2 separate regions of the Mus musculus genome follow, and region 1 is linked to region 2. Evidence: chromatin contacts called from public promoter capture Hi-C data. All regions are on one chromosome and are shown on one strand. The core of a region is the stretch at or near the end of the contact, and the rest is flanking DNA. Distances in the headings are between cores, read along the strand shown. Region 1 holds the start of Sergef (secretion regulating guanine nucleotide exchange factor). Region 2 holds the start of Emc10 (ER membrane protein complex subunit 10).

The links. Capture Hi-C pulls out chosen DNA fragments and counts their contacts.
Region 1: a contact with region 2 is called in a promoter capture Hi-C map of liver, with 2.5 times the contacts expected there. The contact joins the promoter of Sergef here to the promoter of Emc10 in region 2.

Annotation. Positions count from the first base shown.
Region 1 is chr7:46,637,351-46,643,296 of GRCm38.p6, forward strand. It overlaps Sergef (secretion regulating guanine nucleotide exchange factor), which reads right to left and starts at 2,457. Exons shown (of 11, transcript NM_013789.2): 1 at 2,363-2,457. The coding sequence starts at 2,422.
Region 2 is chr7:44,493,180-44,498,974 of GRCm38.p6, forward strand. Emc10 (ER membrane protein complex subunit 10) reads right to left here and starts at 3,239. Exons shown (of 7, transcript NM_197991.3): 1 at 3,077-3,239; 2 at 1,629-1,701; 3 at 11-120. The coding sequence starts at 3,190. Fam71e1 (family with sequence similarity 71, member E1) reads left to right here and starts at 3,416. Exons shown (of 5, transcript NM_028169.2): 1 at 3,416-3,551; 2 at 3,736-3,854; 3 at 4,324-4,454. The coding sequence starts at 3,509.

The DNA.
Region 1 (5,946 bases), core at 1,207-3,706, 2.1 Mb after region 2:
ACATTACAGTTCATAACTGTAGCAAAATTACAGTTACGAGGAAGCAATAAAAACAATTTTATGGTTGGGGGTCACCAGGGTCACAGCATCAGGAAGGTTGAGAATCCCAGCTCTTGCCTATTGCTCACGTACATTGCCATTGCTTTGTCCCCTTTCTCCTCCTCTTTGTGTCATTCCTTGGCACTAGAGTGCATTGCTGGCTTGACTGAGCTACCTCCTCTCCTAGAAAGTCACCACCATGAAGGCAGGGACTTGGTCTTATAGCTATTCTCCTAACCCTGAAACTGCACTGGCTGGCGGACTGTGGATGTCAGACATAAATCTCTCCACCCTGGAATGCAACACTGTTTAAGTGCACTGTCAAATAACACTGTTACAAACAACACTGTTGCACAGAGTGAAGCAGAGAGTATATCCTGGGGTTTCTGTCTTCTCTAGCTACCCCATTACCAGGCTTTCAGGCTGCTGAACATCTAAGAGAGAAGCCAGGCTAGAGCAATCCGGGGTTCATGCTTTGTATCAACTTCTGTGGTGCAATAAGGGCCCTAAACCCAGGATAAAGCTAGGTAAAGAAAAATTTAATATACCCTATGACAACTGTGTATACCTTCCTTCTTTACAAAGGGTCCAGACACAGCGTGTGCATACACACACACACATACACACAAAACACAAAACCACTTGGAACAAGATGAATTGTGTTCCTTCAAAATGCCTATGTCAAAGCCCTAACCTCTGACATACCAGAATATGACTGTATTTGGAGACACACCTTTAAAAAGGTAATTAAAGTTAAATGATGAGACAGACCATAATCCAGTCTGTCTAGTCTCTTCCCAAGACACCAAGGATGCCCATGCACAAAGAAACAGCCACCTGAGGCCCCAGAGAAACCAAAAGTGCCCACACCTTAATCTCGGACTTGCAACTTCCAACACAGAGAAAATAAATGTCTATTGTCTAAGAACCCAGCCTGTGGTGTTTTGTCACGGCAGCGGCAGCGGCAGCGGAGGCCAACTAATACATGCTCCCTGATTACGCAGCAGGAGGAATACCCCAGCAGGCCTCCAAACACACTAGGTTCAGCCCTGGTTCTGTCTCTGTCCATTCAAGGCCACAGCTGAAAGGCTTTTCCTATCAGGTGTTTTTCCTCTGTCCAAAAAGACAGCAGTCTCCAGGCTGGAAAATGACAGCAACACATTCAGTTACTAACGCCCACCCCCACCCCACCCCCCAACCCCCACCTCCCACCCCCCCTGCCAAGCCTCGTTCAAGTGCTACTTCAAGGAGTTGAGCCAGCCAGCCAGGCCAAGCCATGCTCTCCTTTCTGACAGCCTTACACTCAACAAGTGAAAGGTATATAGATAAATTCTAATTTTGGCAAAAAACATAGCTGTTATGGCTTCCTCTATCACAAGAACTGGGAATAGCTATGTATTTCCCAAACATTAACAGATGGCTGTGCACACAAGTACTCATTCATTCGTTTCATTCGCTCGTTCATTCATTCATTCATTCATTCATTCTTTAGTCAACAAATATTTCCCTGGGGTCTACAAGATGCCAGGCACCAAGAGAGACAATGTGAACACCACTGGCTCAGTACTCGCTCTCAAGAACACCTCCGCTGTAGTCAAGGAGACTGCCGTTAACAAATCATGCATTCCATTACAATTTTGGTATTTAATACTAAGAACAGCAACACCCGACATATGCATGCTGTCACGCATGTCCCCCACACTCGTGGGTATAAAGCCTCCTCTCCAATCACACGGAAGGATGACCATAGGTCAGTCAAAGTGCAGTGTCAAACCTGCCCAGCCCAGACTTCCACACCCCCAGAAGAGAAAAGATTTGGTCACAGCCGAGTAACAGCAAATACGCAGGGTCTGTGCCTTGCGCGGCCATACTCCACAGGCCTCACATCCACAGGACGCTCCCCAGGGTGATGGCGCTGGAAAGAAGCCTTCCATCCTCCAAGCAAAAGGCAGGTTCGATGACACAGGTGGCCCCAGGAGCTCTGGGACCGAGATCTCTCTGCCAAGCCTCCACGCTGTCTTTCTAGGCAGTCTGGCGGCCGAGCGCTTTCCCAGAATGGATGCTTTGCTCTGGATGCAGGGTCCTCCCGAAGTGCTTCAGTCCCTCGGGTCCTCATCCCACAGCTAGCAGTAGGCCCCTCAGGCACTGCGGGGAGACCCTCCCTCCGCACCCTCTCCTCCTTGCTGCAACCCAGGATCCTCCAATCCAGGACCCTAGCTCGGGCCGCCGCCTCCCAGCTCCCTGCCACCCACGCAGACGCCGGGAGCTCCCGGGTCTCCTCGCCCCTTCGTCTCTGCCCTAGCCCGGGGGCGGAGCCACGTACCCAGGCGAAGAGCACAGCAGCGGCAGAGACAGTCTCGGAGGCGCAGGACTCCCGCGCCATGCACACGCTCAGCCGGCGCTTCCGGGAGGGCTGACGCGGGGCGGGGCCTCGGAGGCCAGGGGCAGGGCGAGTCCGGGAGCTGGGCGCGGTCAGCGGGATGGAGGCGGGGTAAAATTAGGGATTAGGAGGGGCTAATGGGACTGGAGCAAGACGTAGCTAGGTATGGTCCTGCCCTAGAGCGCCGGGACTCAACCAAAGCACTGTCAGCAGGCACCTCGCGGCCGCCAGGGAACACACCCGGAGGTGCCTTACTACACCCACACTCGTAATTCTGCACCATGTTCAGTAATCTGGAAAACTCGCCACCTGTCCCACGCTGCCCAGAGCAGATGACCTGACAGGGGTGCAACAGCACGGTGGGAAGGGACCTGAACTGAAGATGGCAAGAGTCCAGTCCTGAGTCTTCACGAAGCTACCTTGGCCCGCTTCGCTGTGCGTTTGGGAACCCGAGAGTCTTGGGGAGCCGTGTTAGCCTTCCACAGCGGAAACCCACTACTGGTGACACAACTGGGGCTGGCTATTGTCTGATGTGCCCCTGCGTTCTCCCTACTCTCCGCGGCCCCGCACCATCTGCCCTAATTCTAATCACGAGCATAGATAATTCTCATCCAAGATAGATTTTCATACAATACAGCTTTCTATCAACGTTGTCGTGATGTTGGTGAGAGTTTAGTAATACAGTGTACCAGTGCACACTGGGGGAAATGGAATTTGGAATCTGGAATCTGGAAGGAGGACAAAAAGATCATGTCCCATTTAAGGCGATGATCTGCATTCGTAGCTCTGGCCCCTGTACAGACAGGTCTCAAGGCCTCGCCTTCCTTTTCTTCCTAGACCCTCACATTGGAAAATGTGTCAGGGAAGCTTCTGTCTAGGTCTCACCTGTTCATGCTACTGACATGTTACTGTCTGCTGTGTCTTGTGAGGGAAGCCACCCTTGGTCTTTCCTCCTCCACACTGTGGTTTCTTGAAAAGTTTGGTGGTGGTGCTTAGAAAGATCCAGACAAGCCAGGCAAAGCTGCTCTTACTCCAGAAAGAGAAAATAGAAGCCGTGAGAGATTCCATGTGCTGTTCACCGGTTTGCTGTTGCCATTTTGATCACTTCTTTCCAGCCTGTTCTAATAGGAAGTCACAACAGGGTATAATAGAAAGGTGTCTTACCAGCAGTTCCGGAAGCAAGAAATGCCAGTAACTTGCACATTGCACGGTAAGGTGGACTTGTGCGGGTCTTGTGCATGCTGTCAACAGTCTCTGGTTTTACAGACAAAATCCCAGCACTGAAGAAGAGAAGTGGGCACAAAGGCCCCTCCCTGACGAAGAAGCTATTTGCAATCAATACTTCATGAGAAAGAGAAAACCAGTTGTCTCCAATGGGACGATTGGGCATATCAGTCACCCTCCTGGGTAGGTCCCATGCTCAGGAGTAGCTGACCAACATAAAACAGACTCCATGTTTCATGTGTGGTTTTGGTTGTCCTTGTTATGGTTTGGTGAGTGTGATGGTTTACATATGCTTGGCCCAGGGAGTGGCACTATTTGGAGGTGTGGCCTTGTTAGAGTAGGTGTGTCGCTGTGGACGTGGGCTTTAAGACCCTCCTCCTAGCTGCCTGGAAGTCAGTCTTCCACTAGCAGCCTTCAGATGAAGATGAAGAACTCTCAGCATCTCCTGCACCATGCCTGCCTAGGTGCTGCCCTGCTCCCACCTTGCTGATAATGGACTGAACCTCTGAACCTGTAAGCCAGCCCTGATTAAATGTTATGCTTATAAGAGTTGCCTTGGTCATGGTGCCTCTTCACAGCAGCAAAACCCTAACTAAGACAGTAAGTTTTGTCTTTTTGGGTTTTGTTTCAATTTTTCCTGTTGGAGGTGTTGAAAGAGAACATGAGGAAGGACCTGGGAGGACTTGGGGGAGGGGAAAGAATATAATAAAACTATATTGTATAATTTTAATAATGTTTAAATATAATAAAAGTAAAATAAGGTAGGAGAAACCAAACCAGAGCTTAAAGTGCAGGTATCCAGAAATCTGGATGGATTCCTGCCTAAAAGATGAGAGAGGCTGAAACGGATCCTGATAGGATAGTTATGTGATCACTGCTCTATCAGTGTGACAGTGTGATGTGACTCCCACCCATCTCAAGTCCAAGGAAAGATGAAGCAGAAGGACCAAGACATCATTCAAATTGGAGGATTTCTCATGATGAGAAATATGATAGCCAGCCACCAGACAGGGCTGAGAGCTGGTCAGAGCCAGAGACTATGGGAGTTCTGTCAAAGTCACCATAAGCAAATTGGCAGAGTCTTAGAGAATCTATAGGGATCAAATGACACCCATGGAACAGTTGGCCACCAGATTCCCAGAGACTGATGGAGATGAAGTCCATAGCCCAGGCAGAGGAAGACACCATTATCAAGAGATGCTGAGGCCTTGTAAACCACCCAAAAGAGCGTGAACTGATACTAACTCTGACAAGAGCAGGAAGGGCTGGCGCCAACTCACGACACGCAGTCTAACAAGAAACTTTCCTGTTTCCTCCGGCTCCCTGCTACCTGCCACCTCAGGTCCTCACAGACACCAAGTACCACAATTCCACTCATCTCCCAGTTAGTGGGAGAGGGGTGTGAGGAAATAAAGAAACTACTGAGCACTCGTCTTGGTCCTAGAGGAGAAAGATGGCCCTGCTCTTAAAGTTTGAGGTGTTCATTACTTAGTACAGAACTTCCTTTTGTGGTACTTCCCATAGAATCCAAGGCATTATCCAGGAGAGAATTCTAGCACTAAACTACATCCCTAGCCCAGGTGGGACCTTTAAAATGCTGACATGAGACAGGGGTAGGTTTCCTGAGGTTTCACTGAAGGTGCAAAGACGAGCCACTTACAGAACCAGTTTTATTTATTAGAATTTGGGAGGTGGGGTGGTTTGAACACTTGGTCCCCACTTGATGGCACCGTTGGGGGAGGCCACAGAGTCGAGAGAACCAAGGTGCAGCCTCCAAAGCCAGGCTCTGCTTTCGACAGAAAGATTACCAAGCCGCGGATCAATTCTCTCAACTAGAAAAGGTGTCAAAAAATTGTTTTTAATTCTAACTTTTTACTGTTTCTTTGTGAATTTCACATTATGCTCCCCAATCCCACTCAATCTCCCCACCCCTCTGTATCTTCCCTCTGCCCTTGCAACCTCCCCCCAAAAGGAAATAAAATACAAAAATACAAAAATAAACAAAACAAAGCATAGAACACATTCTCGTCATGAAAGCTGTAGTGTGTCCCACTGTACACCCTTTGACCATGCATCTTTACTTGCAAATGTTCATTGCGGTGAGTCATTGGTCTGGTCTGAGGCCTCTGGCTTCTGCTACACGATCAATGCTGGATCCTCAATAGGATTCCCCTCAGATATTCTGTGGTTGCCCTGTGTCGTAGAGATCCTGCACCTTTGAATCTGTAAAGCCAGCCTTTTCACATCTCTGAAAGCCAGCAGTTCATAGATGGAATAGATGATGGTGTGAGCCAACTCCAAGA
Region 2 (5,795 bases), core at 1,989-4,488:
GGGGCCTCACCCGGAGTCGGCCACGCTCCTCCTCACTGAGCTGTCGCTGTGTTGCCGACAGGGTGCCATCCTGCTGGTTCCAGAGCAGCAAGCCTCGCTTCTGGAAGTTGGCTCCATCACCTGTGGGGGGACTGGGCTCATTTACATGACAGGGGGCTTCTTCACCTACCTGTCTGCCCCAGGCCTAGCTGTCACAAGTGCCTGACTCTATTAAGGAGCTGTGGGCAAAGCTAAAGGCTAGCTAGTCAGGCAGATGTTGGGGCTGGCCCAGTTCAGCCTTCCCTGAAATAAGGGGTCTTATGGTGCTACCCCAGACCTCTTTCTTCTGCAGCAAAATGGGCCAGTGCTCCCACCACTGCCTCACAAGACCAACTAGGGCTCTCTGAGGGAGTGGAGCAGGACACAGGTCAGAGGCTAGAGAAGCCTGTTCTGACATTCCTTCTTCAGCTGACTGAGTTGTTCCTACAGATCTAGGGGCAAGAAGGAAATAATTATATACACACACAGACATGCATATATATACTCATGTTTGCATGTATGTATATGTGTGTGCACATATATGCACATGCGTATATATACACATGCATGTGTCCAGATGAATTTCTTTTATAAATATTAAATGCAAGTTAGCACTAATACAGATTATGGAGGGAGATCCTGTCAAAATTGACAGCCGGCCACATGAGTAAGAATAGTCAGGGGCCCTGATGGCTGGTTTCAATTGCCAACCTGATACAATCTAGAATCACCAGAGAAGAGTCTCAGTAAGGGATGTCTAGGTCAGGCTGGGCTAAGAGCATAGCTGCAGGTGAATATATTGATCACATTCATTGAGGTAGGAAGGCCCACCCACTGTGGGTGGCACCATTCCCTAGGTTTGGGCCCTGAATTATATTGAGTGTAGAGAGGAGGCTGAGTGTAAGCAAGTACACATGCATTAATTCTCTCTACTCTAGACTATGGATGAGATATAACCAGCTGTTTGAAGGTCCTGATTTGACTCCCCTACTATGATGTGACTGCAATTATGAAAGAAAATTAAATTTTAAAGGTGAAAACCACAAGAAGATCTTTGATACCTATACAAGCAGGCAAAAACTGTTCTGTTCTGCCAAGTTAAGGCAACTCAAAACAATCTTTGGGTATCTGTGTAAGCAAGTTATAAATGCCAGAGAAAACTCCAATTAACCATATCATAATAAGAAGATGGTCACAGCTGTACATTTTTGGATGGGTGTTACTAAGAACCTATCTTCCAGGCACTGGAATGAATGACAAATGGCTAGTGGGTACCAAGAAGGCTGCCTGGCATGAAATAGTTTCTTTACCCATCACACATGTACATATGCATGTACATATGCATACATATGTATGAATCAGTATATGTGTGGAGTGTACATGTGGTGCATGTGTATATATTTACATATGCATATATATGTATATGTGTATGTTTATAATCTTCATTAGCAGAAATGCAACCCAGGCCCTTGGGCACACTGACAAGCACTAAACCCTTGAAACCTTGAAGCCACAGGCATGGGGCATCTAAAGACAAGTCCTCTCCTGTCTGTGCTTTCCGCCCTCGCCACCAAAGGGCAGGCGTAAGGCTGAAGACACACTGATCTCACCGAGCTCAAATGAATGCTCCAGCAGCAAAGCCACGGTGCCACAGCCCTCAGCTTCACGGCCATCGGCCCCGGTCTGCAAGGGAGACAAGGACCCCAAGTAAGAACCACTCACGCTCTGGGCGGGGCAGAAGGACAGGCTGAAGGACAGGCCGTAGCTGCATGCTCACATCCAATCACAGGTGCTCTGCCCAGGACTGCCTCTCATGACACAGTCCATTTCCATAGCCCAAAGAAAACTCTAAAAGCTTGTTATTCTCATGTCCAATGCCCGGGTCGTTATCTTTTTGTTGGTTTTTTTGGTTTTGAGAGTCTCAGTGCACAGCCCGAGCTAACCTCTGATTCACAATTCTTCTGCCTCCACCTCTTCGTGCTGCTACTACAGGTAAATACCACCTTGCTCTGCCCCCCACCCCAGGTCATTCAGGTTTTCATTCACGAGTTCACTTCCTTTGCACATGCTAATACTCTGACCATTCACATTGGCAAGAAGCCCACTTCTCTCTGGCACATCCTAGATCCACACTTTCTTTCCCACGGTTCTGAAGCAGAGTCCCACTAAATCACTCCCTGATCCAGACCGGAGATGATCCTCCTGCCTACGTCTGCTGAGCGCTTGGGGTTACACATGAGCACCACCACCATCAGCTTAATTTCTTTGTAATTTTTCTTTTTTTAATTTTGTGTATGGATATCTGCTGCATGTACCTATGTGCCCTGTGTGCATGCCTGGTACCTGGTGTGCCAGAAGAGAATGTGCAATCCCCAAAAACTGAAGTTAGCAGACAGTCGTGAGCCTCTAGGTAGGTGCCAGAAAGCAAACCCAGGTACTCCAGAAAAGCAGTCAGTTCTCTTGGCCCTCATTTCTCCAGCACCCTATTTTTGGGGTTTTTTTGAAACAGGACCTTAGGTAGCCCAAGGTGACCTTGCACCCCACACCCAGGCCTAAGCCTTAGATGTCTTAATTTCAAGCTTCTCCTAGCCAGGCATCCTACAGCACTCTGGCTCCTGAAGGACCTGACTTCTTCGTGCATATTCAGAAACATGATTCCAACCCTAGCACTAGAGCACTGCTTCCTTGCCATATCTTTATTAATTACTTATTGAGTCAGGGTCTCACTGTGTAGCCCTGGTTGGCCTAGAACTCCCTTTGTCCTAGGCTGGCCTCGAACTCAGAAATTCACCTGTCTCTGCCTCCCGAATAGGGGTATTGAAAGCGTGCACCATCACACCCCCATTTTTGTATTTTTGAGACAATCTCAAGCAATCCAAGCTAGCCTCAAACTCCTTGATCCTCCAGCCTCAGCCTCCCAAGCACGGAGATGAGAGGCTAGCTACCACTACTCCACGCAGCTCAGGTTCCGAGCAAACCACATCCTCTCATGAATATTCATGATGGGGTCCATCTAGCGCCCACAGGAGGCCGCCCCGCCCCGGCCACTAGCACTCACCCCACGCGCGGAGGCCCCGACCCGGCAGCCGCTGCCTCGGGCTCTGCTAGGAGCCGCGGCTACCATCAGCAAGAGCACTAGCAGCCGGGTCACCCCGGCACCCGCGGCCACCATACGGGAGCGTTGAGAAAAACCGAGAGCCATACAGCCCGCTAGGAAACACAGGGTTCATCCTGAGGCTCACGCGCCTGCGCCGCACGCCGCGCCTGCGCACTAGCGCCCGTCCGCCTGCTCCCGCAGTCAGGGCGGCCATTTCTCCATCCGGGTCTCTAGGGCTCACGTTCCCGGTGACACCACCTGGGAGAGAAGTGACGTCGTTGACGTCACGGAACGCCGGGCACCCTATTGTAAAGTCACAAGCTCTAGGCCCCACCCTTTATCTGTCTGTCCCAGGCTTCACTCGGCGTTCCTCCCCAGGGCCGGGGCGTGGCGATGAAGGGCGGTCGAGATCTTAAGGCCGCTCGGGGCGGAGCAGGTGAGACCAGTTCTGAGGGGATGGAAGGTGACAAAAGGACTTCTGCCTGGAGGGGTTGGCCCTAGAGAGGGAGCCGGGGAAGGTATGGGACCAGCAATGCGGAGGCCGCTGCCCCGCATGCGCCCTCGGTCAGAGTTCATGTACCTGGCATCCTGGGATGGATGCTCGCGCTTCGCCCCTGCAGACCGCCCCCTGGCTCCAGCCTACGCCCCGTGCCGCCCTGGGCGCCTCCAACGCCACCTCCTGAGCGGCGAGTTCGACCAGCTGCGCGACTTTCCCATCTTTGAAAGCAACTTCGTGCAGGTGTGGAGCCCCGGACCTCCGACCCGTTGATGTACGGATCTCCCCCATCATTTGTCGTTCTTTCCAAGTGATCCACATCACCTCTGAGCCCGCTGGGCTTTTTGTGTCTTCAGAAGCCTTTGTCTCAGTTTCCTTGACTGTACACATATGGTTCTTGTCCTTTAATCCTAAAATCTTTGGCCCACAAGCCTTTTTTTTTTTTTTTTTTTCCTTTTTAGAGGTAATATGGCTGGTACTCTGGGCTTCACTCGTTATTCAGCAGGAGCTCTACCCCTTAGTCACACCCTAGCCCTGCACCGGGGGATTCTAGGCATGTGTGCTTATATTCTGAGCCACATTCCCAATCCCTAACCTACTGTTCATCTCCCCTAGTTCATGACCTTTCACTCTGTCAAGATCCCCAAGACCCAATCAGATTCCTGTTGAGTTCTGTTCTCCATCTATCGATCCTCTTAACCTTTGGCCCCAGGTGACCCGGTTTGGAGAAGTCGCCAACAAGGTCACCATGGGGGTGGCAGCCTCTAGTCCTGCCCTGGAGCTGCCAGACCTGCTGCTGCTGGCCGGCCCTGACAAGGAGAATGGACACCTGCAGCTCCTCGGGTGACTGCCCCTCTAAGTCCCAACTTCCTCCAACCTCCCTGCCGCCATTTTGCCACCCAGGGACCAAGATCACCACCAAACCTCTTCACTAAGAAAAATGGCAGGGCACTTCACAGAGGTCAGAAGTCAGGCGAGATGAGGGAGGACAGCCCTCAGTGGCATCACAGGGTCAGGATGGTGGCTGTTTACACAGTGCTTTCTGCTTTCCAGGTACTCTGTCCCAGAGAGATAAAGTAAAGCTCAAAGACTGGGCCCACGGCCCAGGGTCCCACAGTCCACTGTCCACTCTGCCCCTCTTCCTGAAAACTTGTGAAAATCAATACCACCAAGTACAAACCTCACATAGAACAGAACACCCCTTCCCCCAGCCTAGGCCTTGCCCTGCCTCAGCTGCATGCAGGAAACGTGTACACGCTTACAGGACATGTACATACTGTGGTATTTTTGGAGACCTGAATCCTTTCTCATCCTATCTCAGTTCACGAAAGACAGGGAGAAAATAGAAAAAAGCCAAGCCTAATAGTACAGGCCTGTCATCCCAAGACTTGAGCAGCTGAAACAGGATTGCAGGTTCAAGGCCAAATTGAGCTTTGAAAGTGGCAACCTGGACAACTTAGTGAGGCCCTGTCTTAAAAAAGTAAAAAGGGGCTCTGAGTGTGTGTGTGTGTGTGTGTGTGTGTGTGTGAGAGAGAGAGAGAGAGAGAGAGAGAGAGAGAGACCTGGTCAGTAGAGTATCTGTAGGGCAAGCATGAGGATCCGAGTTTGACTCCCCAGCAGCCATATAAACATCCAAGCCCCATGGTAAGCTTGCTGTTGGGAGAGGCAGAGATGGGCCATCCTTGGAGCTTGCTGGTCAGCGAGTTTATCCAATCATTTGGCTCCAGGTTAAGTGGAAGTCTCTCTCCAAAAATGAGGTAGGAGAATGATAGGAGAAGGAAGACCTTTAACACTAACCTATGACCACCACATGCAATGCACACACACACATGCAAGTCACTGACCTATGACTGCCACATGCAAGAAAGGAAGGGAGGAAGGAAAGAATAGATGGATTTTAGCTGGACACGGTGGTTCACATGTTTAATCACAGCACTTGGGAGGCAGAGTTAGGCAAATCTCTGAGTTTAAATCCAGCCTGAACTACAAATTTTAGTCAGCCAGGAATGTATGAGACCTTGTCTCAAAAAAAAAAAAAAAAAGAAAAAAAGCCGAAAGAAAAAAAATGCCTGAATTCACCCAATTATCTCCTTACCTAAGTGGAGAACATCGCTCCGTTTTCTGCCCTGGTAAGATTTACAGTTTCCAACAACAGGCTTTGAATGTTAAATGCAATCTAGGGGT